Regions from separate parts of the Sus scrofa genome. Here all the other regions are linked to region 1. Evidence: chromatin contacts called from public Hi-C and HiChIP or PLAC-seq data. All regions are on one chromosome and are shown on one strand. Each heading gives the region's core, a stretch centred on a gene start, on an enhancer-like site or on the middle of the called end of the contact. The rest is flanking DNA. Distances are from core to core; before and after follow the strand shown. Region 1 holds the start of CELSR3 (cadherin EGF LAG seven-pass G-type receptor 3). Region 2 holds the start of IMPDH2 (inosine-5'-monophosphate dehydrogenase 2). Region 3 holds the start of NME6 (nucleoside diphosphate kinase 6).

The links. A called contact is a pair of places that touch in the nucleus more often than the background predicts. HiChIP or PLAC-seq counts read pairs in DNA pulled down with a chosen protein or histone mark.
Region 2: a Hi-C map of embryonic fibroblasts shows a contact between it and region 1, with 4 times the contacts expected there. The contact joins the promoter of IMPDH2 here to the promoter of CELSR3 in region 1. A contact is called at or near these places in 1 of 47 Hi-C or Micro-C datasets (embryonic fibroblasts) and 1 of 2 datasets of contacts at active chromatin or transcription factors (alveolar macrophages).
Region 3: an H3K27ac HiChIP or PLAC-seq map of alveolar macrophages shows a contact between it and region 1. The contact joins the promoter of NME6 here to the promoter of CELSR3 in region 1. A contact is called at or near these places in 2 of 5 promoter capture datasets (fetal liver and fetal skeletal muscle) and 1 of 2 datasets of contacts at active chromatin or transcription factors (alveolar macrophages).

Annotation. Positions count from the first base shown.
Region 1 is chr13:31,356,018-31,358,907 of Sscrofa11.1, reverse strand. CELSR3 (cadherin EGF LAG seven-pass G-type receptor 3) reads left to right here and starts at 1,534. Exons shown (of 36, transcript XM_021070639.1): 1 at 1,534-2,890. The coding sequence starts at 1,638.
Region 2 is chr13:31,662,172-31,665,061 of Sscrofa11.1, reverse strand. IMPDH2 (inosine-5'-monophosphate dehydrogenase 2) reads left to right here and starts at 1,402. Exons shown (of 15, transcript XM_005669533.3): 1 at 1,402-1,688; 2 at 2,118-2,166; 3 at 2,386-2,487; 4 at 2,604-2,678. The coding sequence starts at 1,591. It overlaps QRICH1 (glutamine-rich protein 1), which reads left to right. Exons shown (of 10, transcript XR_002337951.1): 10 at 289-1,250.
Region 3 is chr13:31,051,861-31,054,750 of Sscrofa11.1, reverse strand. It overlaps NME6 (nucleoside diphosphate kinase 6), which reads left to right and starts at 1,466. Exons shown (of 6, transcript XM_003132178.4): 1 at 1,466-1,607; 2 at 2,449-2,545. The coding sequence starts at 2,456. LOC102162605 (a long non-coding RNA gene) reads right to left here and starts at 1,326. Exons shown (of 4, transcript XR_002337946.1): 1 at 770-1,326.

The DNA of each region.
Region 1 (2,890 bases), core at 285-2,784:
AACGAAGTTCTCGGATTCACAAACATGGGTGGGCACCACTATGGCCCACTCACCCGGATCTCCATAGTCACGTGAAGCGCTGGGAGGAGGAACCCCGCCTCCCGGAAGCGAAGTCAATGGAGGGCCTAAGAATGCACCATATGATTGGTTGGTGGTGATGTCATAGGTACTGCTTGGGGCGGACCAGAGGCCTTAGCCAAGGAGTTTTCTGCTGATTCCAAGCAGGAGCCGCGCCCCTTGGTGCCTTCTGGGCTCCAGCCCTAAAGCCCTCCCCCGTCCAGGCACGCCCGCTCTCTCCGCCCGTGTCGCCGCGACCCATGGTCGCTGCTGCCTTTTCAGGCTGGTCGGTATAAACCTCCTGGATTATCTCTGGGCTATTCTGGAACCCGGGGAGTCTCTTCCCGCCCAGACAATGAGTTCGCCATGGGGGCGGAGCCACCCATTGTGCCAATAGAAACAGTGGCTTTCTGATTGGAACGCTCTGCGTTCACCCCCTCCTTCTGCAGCCGTTCGCCTTCTGTGACGTACATTGCACCGCGTCTGTCCATTGGCTAGCCTGGCCCGACCTGCGCCCAGACTTGCACAGCGCGGGCAGAATTTAGCTCGCTTTCGTCTCTTCAAGGGGTTAAGGGACACAGTCATAGAGGGCGAGGGGCGGGGACCCGAGGAAGCCAGGTTAGCAGCCATAAAGCAATGCTGTGTTCCACGTGGCATTTCAGAGCGCTCCAGACTAGGGACCTGGAGAGGCAGGTGTAGCTTCCAAGAGCCTACAGCCCGGAAAACTGCTGCGGGCCAGCAAGGCAGGAAAGTTTGGCCTCTGCTCCTACTTTGCTCCTTTGTGGTGCTGCAAACAAGCAGATGGTGCCAGTATGTTTCATGAGTTAAAACTTGCTGATCGAACAGCTAAGGCTATTGTTCGGACTGCTGGCACCCTAGGCCCAGTCCAACTATCGTCCCCCTCACACTCCCCCCAACTGCAGGATTCCACGTGGTATCATCCCCGCCCCAGAGTCCTGAGAACGCTCTCTCTCTGCACGTCCTGGGCACCAAATTTTCATACCAAAATCCGGGACAGAGTTCAGAACTAGTGCTCCTGAATGGGGGACAAGAAATCCGCAAGCAGAAGCTAGAAGACGGAGCTTGGACAGCACCTTGGAGGGAGGGAGACGGGTGTGGGCGGTGTCTACAAGGAAGAGAGTAGAACGAGGGGCTGTGCATCTCTGCGTGCGGTTCAGCACCGTGGGCAGCACTCAGACTCCGCCCTCAATAAAGATGGCGGCAACAACTTCGTTATCCAGAGCTGCCATGCGCGACGGCCTGTACCACCGGATTTGGGGCTTCGGGGCGGAGGTGGAACGAACCATCGAAGGGGCCGGGAGCCATGTTGGAGCGGCGGGAGGCGGCAGCAGCGTCGGGGATGCTGTGGTGGGGGCGGCAAAAGCCGGCGCCGCAAGCCAAAGAGGCTCTGGCCGCGGAGTAGATGGTGCCCAGAGGGTGGCGGTGGCGCGGAACGACAAGCCGAGAGGCGGGAGACCAGGGCGGCGGCAGGGGCCCGGGTAGGGGCCAGAGCAGTGAGGCGGGCCCAAGGCCTGGACCCGGGCGGGAGACGGCGGAGGCCTTGTTGGGAAGCGGGGGTGATGGCGAGGCGGCAGCCGTGGTGGGGTCTCTGGGGGCCGATGACCCCGCTACTTCTGTTCCTTCTCCTCCTCTCTTTGTTCCCTCTTAGCCGGGAGGAGCTGGGGGGCGACGGGGGCCAAGACTGGGGCCCTGGGGTAGCTGCCGCTACGGGGCCAGGGGCGCGGATCGGTGGCGGAGCCTTAGCTCTTTGTCCCGAGCCTCCCGGGGTCCGAGAGGATGGAAAGCCTGGCCTAGGAGTCAAGGAACCTGTCTTCGTGGGGCTCCAAGGGGGAAGGCAAAGCACCCAAAACGGTCGAGGGCCCCCTGAGGAGCCGAGGCTGGTAGCAGAATTCGGGGTCCAGGCAGTTGGCAGCCGCGGGCGGGAGACTGGACAAGGACCAGGGTCCCTGTTATGCTGGCGCCCAGAGGTCTCCTCTTGCAGGCGGACAGGGCCCTTGCAAAGAGATAGCCTGTCGCCAGAAGCTCTGTCCCCAGGGGTCCCGGGCCCGGAAAACAGCTCTCCTTTCCCTTCGGACTTTCTGGTTCGGACCCGTGGTTCCCAGCCGGTATTCTCCCAGAGGAATACTGGGAGAGGCGCCCTCAAAAAAGTGGGAACCACGCGCTGCTGTGGGGAATTGTGGGCGCCGGGACGCAGAGGTCAGAGCGAGAGAACCGCGACATCCCGACCGGACCGCCCTCCTGGGGCTGTGGGATCTAGTCCCGTGCTGGATTCAGCACCTCGCACGGGGAGGACAGCTCTCGCGTCCGGTTCAGCACCGCGCGTGTCCCGGACAGCTCCCGAGCCAATGCCAGAGCGCATGCGCTCCCGAGGTCTCTTCCGCCGCCGCTTCCTCCCGCAGCGCCCCGGGCCGCGCCCCCCTGGGGTCCCGGCAGGGCCTGGAGCGTGGAGAATACCCTCAGCTGGCAGAGTCCGCCCCCGTCGCGCCGCGAACCACCACCCGCAGTTTCCGCAGTACAACTACCAGGCGCTAGTGCCCGAGAATGAGGCAGCAGGTACAGCGGTTCTACGCGTTGTGGCGCAGGACCCGGACGCAGGCGAGGCCGGGCGCCTGGTCTACTCGCTGGCTGCGCTCATGAACAGCCGCTCTCTGGAGCTGTTCAGCATCGACCCGCAGAGCGGCCTCATCCGCACAGAGGCCGCTCTGGATCGCGAAAGTATGGATCGACACTACCTGCGCGTGACAGCCCAGGATCACGGTTCGCCCCGCCTCTCGGCCACCACCATGGTGGCCGTTACAGTGACCGACCGCAA
Region 2 (2,890 bases), core at 153-2,652, 310 kb before region 1:
GTGAGATTGGATGGACTCAAGTAGATGAACCCTGGGAGTCCAAGTCAGAAGAATCACACCTGGCAGCATGTGAGGGAGGAGCAGAAGGTAGGCACCCTGTCAGTGGCATTTGCAGTAACTCCAAAGGGATGTCCTAGAGGTAGTGTGTGTTGGCTGCATGGAATTGAGGAACTGTGTGACTACCTTCCAGAACTTCCTATCTTTTGGAGAGCATTTGTCTAGGAGGTTCAAGGTGGGAGGGTTGAGATTATGGTGGTTTCACCCAGCTTTCACCCATATATCCTTCAGCCCTCAGAGTGTGAAAGGCCGGAATGACACCTTTTACCTGACGCCAGAGCCGGTGGTGGCTCCCAACAGCCCAATCTGGTACTCGGTCCAGCCTATCAGCAGAGAGCAGATGGGACAGATGCTGACTCGAATCCTGGTGATACGAGAAATTCAGGAGGCCATAGCAGTGGCTAATGCAAGCACCATGCACTGAGATCCCTCAGCCGTGGTTCAAGGGAGACGATCCAGGAAAAAACGGACAGACTTTCACACTAAAGAAGAGGCCTCCATTTTTTTCTTTTCTTTTTTATTGGTGTAGTTATGAAGCCTTTCAGACTGCTTCTGTTTAAAATGTAAAAGGAAACTTTGCCCCCGTGCATCTTCATAAACCTGCTGTGGCAGACTCCTCAGCCCATGGGGGCTCTGGGTTTCCTGAGAGCCAGATGTTCTAGAAAGTTGCTGGCTGACTTTTTTTGTTTGGGGCCTGAGGAAAGGGCTTGGACTGTTAAGAGAAATGTGGCCCCTTATCCTTCCTCCAGAAAGATGGAATTAATGATGGATGGACCCTACAGAGAGATCTCTCCAGCTGGCTTCCATTATGACTGGCAGACATTGCTGACCACAGGGGAGCGAGCCATGGCCTTTTCTTTCTTCATGCTCAGACATAAACCTAGCATCTTAATGGAAGGAAAATGAGGGGAACTTCAATTATGATTTATTAAAGACAATTTCTATTACACCCTTCTTTATGACAAATGACATTTTAGATGTTAAAGTAAAAACTTTACCTTTTTTTTTTTTTTGGTTTTTTTTTTTTGGTTTTTTTTTTTTGGCCTAACATTGAGGCCTTAAACCTGAGGCTCCTGTGCCTGATGGAATTCTTGTAACATACACTTGTGTATCATATAAAGATACCACTCTGTTTCTCTTATGTATTCTTAATCTAGTTGTTTATTAAGAATGACAAGCACGTCTTTTCAACATGCTAGTGAACAACGTCTCTTTATTTGGGAGGAAGCTGGGGGGACAGTGGCAGCAAAGCCTTGCTTGTTAATTTAAAGGGGCAAGGTCTTGCGGGAGCGGGTAGCGATAGGGGAACAGCTCTACCAGGCGACGCAGCTAGAGCATGCTCTGCGCTTGCGTTTCCTCCCGCCAGCTCCGCCCTAAAGGCGTGTGGGCTCCGCCTGTGCGTGCTGCGTCCTGACGTCAGCGGCGCGCAGGGCGCAGTGACGATTTCGGCTGGTTTATATTGGCGCGGCCCAGAAGGCAGAGGCCTCTGCGGCGCGGTCCTCGGAGACACGCGGCTTAGCCCCCGCGTTAACCATGGCCGATTACCTGATTAGTGGGGGCACGTCCTACGTACCGGACGACGGGCTCACGGCTCAGCAGCTGTTCAACTGCGGGGACGGCCTCACGTACAAGTGCGGGCTTAGCGGCCTCACCTGGGCGAGGAGAGGGGCGGCGCGCTGGGTTGGGAGGCCGGGTGGGGCTTCCTTTGAGCCTACTTGGACTCAGGCGTGGGAGACAGGTTCAGGAAATTACCACACATCTCTGAGGTTCCGTTTGAAGCGGGCGGGATGGAGGAGGCATCTTGGTAGTGCTTGGCATTTCAGGCTAGAAATTCCAATCTCCGGGCACATGGAGTTGTCAGGGTTCCAGGGGCGCCGATGACAGCTAGGTGGCAGAAAAGGTCCCTTGTCTCCATCTCTACCTTCTTTTCTGCCTTGCCTGTGATACTCGGTCTAGTTCATTGTCCTCTCTGCTCAAATGCCTTAAGAGATGATCTATTGGGGATGGTGTTTCAGGCTGCTGTAATCCTGACCCTTACTCCCATTTCCCCTCCCCTTTAGTGACTTTCTCATTCTCCCTGGGTATATCGACTTCACAGCAGACCAAGTGGTGAGTATGGACAGGAGTTGGATGGGTGTAAAGTTTAGGTAAGATGCTGCTGCTGTCCCCTTTGGCTACCTCACCAGTTTGGGTTTGGGGGTGGATTCTATGGAAGGGAAGAGTCTTACTGGCATGCAGGTCATAAAGGGCACTTGTTTTGTGGGGAACGTGGCACTGACCTGAAGTATATGAGGTGCTTTTGCATATTAGTTGGCCTTATTTCTTTAGGACCTCACCTCTGCTCTGACTAAAAAGATCACTCTGAAGACCCCACTGGTTTCCTCACCCATGGACACAGTCACAGAGGCTGGGATGGCCATAGCAATGGCGGTGAGCATTGTCACATATGAGGGCAGAAGCAGGGGTCCCATCTCTTGTCAAAGGCATACAGTGATGCCACTCTTCTTTGTCCCTGTTTCCCTATTTTCTTTTGGCATCTGCTACAGCTTACAGGTGGTATTGGCTTCATTCACCACAACTGTACACCAGAATTTCAGGCCAATGAAGTGCGAAAAGTGAAGGTCAGAAGGGCAAGGATCGTGGTCAAGAGCTCCTGGGAATTGCACTGAGGTGGAGTGGGGTGGGAGTGGGGGACTTATTCTTTTAATTTAGCATCCTTTTTTCCCACTGTGGGGGTTCAGTTCCTCAGAAGAGCCTGAGACCCTGTGTCTTAAAGCAACAGAAGAGGACCAGGTAGACAGTGCCTACAGCCTACCCATGTCTCCTAGTTCTG
Region 3 (2,890 bases), core at 217-2,716, 300 kb after region 1:
CTGGTAGGAGCTGCTTTCGAAATTTTGTCAATGTGGGGCAATGCTGTGATAATTTATATGTCCTGCCAACTATATGGATTCTTTTTGTTCTTTCTATTGTTTTAAGAGAGGCTTATAAGAGACTAGGTATTGGTCTTGGATAGTGCAGAGTTAGAAGGCAGATGCATTAAGTGACATTCTCCAACAGCTCCATCAGTATTAATTAAGCTGATGTTTGGTCTCCACCTACCCACCATTCCTCTATTTCTGTTCTGAGCCCAAGTTTAGGGGGAAAAAAAAAAAGGTGTTTTTTATTGAGTCTTCCCCTAAAATCACATCTGCTATTACTTTCATTATACAGGCTTATTTTTGAGGATAGTCAAAGCCACTATAAAATATGGAGATAAAGCCTTCTACAATGTTTGTAAGAGAGACACACAGAAAAGGTGAAATAATAACCACAGCCTAAAAATTGGCAAAATCCCTATATCCCAAAGGTATGTTAATGAAAATAAAAGTAGGAAACAAAGTTGGACCTTATGTATCTGAGAAAAAAGCTAAAACCAGCGGTCTGGTCAATGGGACACGGTAAGTTTACTCTCATCCCCTGAGGGCAGAAATGGACACGTGCCTTCTTCGCTAGCCAGAGGGTAAGACATGGACTTTTCTAAAGACACCCGTGGAAAGAAGCTGCAGAACTACAGAACGTCCTTCCAACATTCCAACAGTGCAACACCTGTACATGCAGGCACAAAGTCGGCTTAAACATTTTTTAATTGATAATACTTACCGCTTATTTTCACTCTTCTCAAATTTAGTGCTTCTCTCCAAGAAACAAAATTTACTACCGTTATTCAATCTGCCACTGTTCCCTTTCCATACATTAGACGATACACCATGAACACCTCTATTTCTCACCTCCTCGCCCTGGACTGCTTCAGCAAACACCAGGGTAACCCCACTCCAATCCTATCTCAAATTCCTTAGCGACATGTTCAAAGGCCTTAACGACTAGTTTCCCTCAAGACCTGCGAACATCCTTTCAGTCAAGAATCCTCCCTCACCAACCCCATATTGGGATTCTATGGCCCTTCCCGTCCACGTATCTCTCTGTGCTCAAGACTTCCAATGGCTGCAGTTTGCCCTCGAGATCCGGCGACCAAGTTCTTTGCCACCCATGTTTTTCCGACAAATACTGGGCACCAACCATGCGCCAGGCACTACCTTACACTAAAAATAAAACAGAGAGCGAGTTGGGCAACGCCACTCTGGAACGCCCATCCTGTCCTCCCCGTGCCACCTCCCCGCTCAGGGCTGCGGCCCTGGCCCTTCCTCCCGCTGGAGGGCGCCCGAGACAGCTAGGAAGAGCAGCTTCCGCCCGAGACGACTTCATTGCCTCATCCGGTACGGGGCAAGTGCAGTAGAGACACTTGGGCCACCTGGGGGCGGTCCTTGCCGCAGCAGGGCCTTCCAGACTGGCTGGCACATCGCCATACCTCACTCCAAGGGCGCTCGCGTCCTCACGGCAAGGACCCCACGGAGGGCTGCCCGGCCGAACGCCTGAAGGACCCCGCTTAGTCGGCAAGGCCAGCTATCGCAGTGCCTGGTGGCCGCGCGGGGAGGTCCAGGTGACTCGGACCCGAACTCCAGCTGGACTGGAACTCTGAATAGACCAGAATCTGGGGTGGCTTAGGCCTCGGCCGGTTCGCGTGGCTGCAGGCCTAGAGAAACGGAGGAGCAGAGAGGGAAGGAGGCGCTGCCAAAAGCTGAGGCTGGGAGCCTGCGGTATTGGAAGGCGGAGCCTCGGGTGTCGGTGGGAGGAGAAGGGCTGCAGGTTCCGGAGGCACTTGGGAGGACAAGGGGCGTGGCTGGCGCCCTCCGGGAAGCAGAGACCTAGGCACCCTTGTGGGGGCAAACGCCCAGGCAGCTTCTAAAATTTGTAATTGTCTAATGGCGCGAGTTTAAGTTGAGCGAGTTTCTCGACCTTTCAGCATTTGCTGTAAACCAAGAGCCAGGACAGGCATAATTTAGCTGGCCTTAGGACTGCCTCCCCAGAATAGCTCCCAGCACCCTGGCTTTGGAATAGGTGGATCAGATTCATTAATTAACAAATACTGTGGGAACAGTTTTTGTACCCTTGTAGCAAGGCTGTTTGGGAATGTAAATTATAAATTCTCTGATGGGAGTACTGGCAGAGACAGGTAGTGTTTAAATTTGAACTTCTGAATGGGTAACTCCTTCCTAGGTTTACAGTTGCACAAGCCAGATTATGAATTGCACAACTTGAATGGTCCCCCTACCACTCCCTTCTCTCCATCTCATGAGCCCAAATGAGCAATTAAATACTAAGTAACTGTCATCTGCTTTATGAGTTAGGAGTGAGAGCCCTGGTTGACTTAAAGGCTCCAGAGTGGGAAAGGTGGGGAATGCAGCACTGATGGGTCTCCAATCTGGCTCTCTTCATGGCAGGAGGGAGATGACTTCGATCTTGCGGAGCCCTCAGGCACTCCAGCTCACTCTGGCACTGATAAAGCCTGATGCAGTTGCTCACCCACTGATTCTAGAGGTAAGAACAAGTCCTAAGCCTCTACTCTGTGCCCTGGGCACTGCTTCTGTTTCAGGTGCTGGAGCGCCACTTGTGAAGACTGACAACACAGTTCTGTGCTAGATGGTGTGGAGGCAAAGCTAGATGCCATGGCCTCTTACACTACAGAGACTAAAAATCTGTTGGAGAATTGTGGCAGATATAAAATATAAGAGAGGATGCAATACAATAAGAACCAAACCTGAAGACAGTGTGTGTATATTAGTTCTCTACTGCTGCATAACAGATTACTTAGTAGCTTAAAATAACACTCATTATCTCACAGTTCTAGAATTTAGAGGTCCAGTAGGCTTGGCTGGGGGCTGG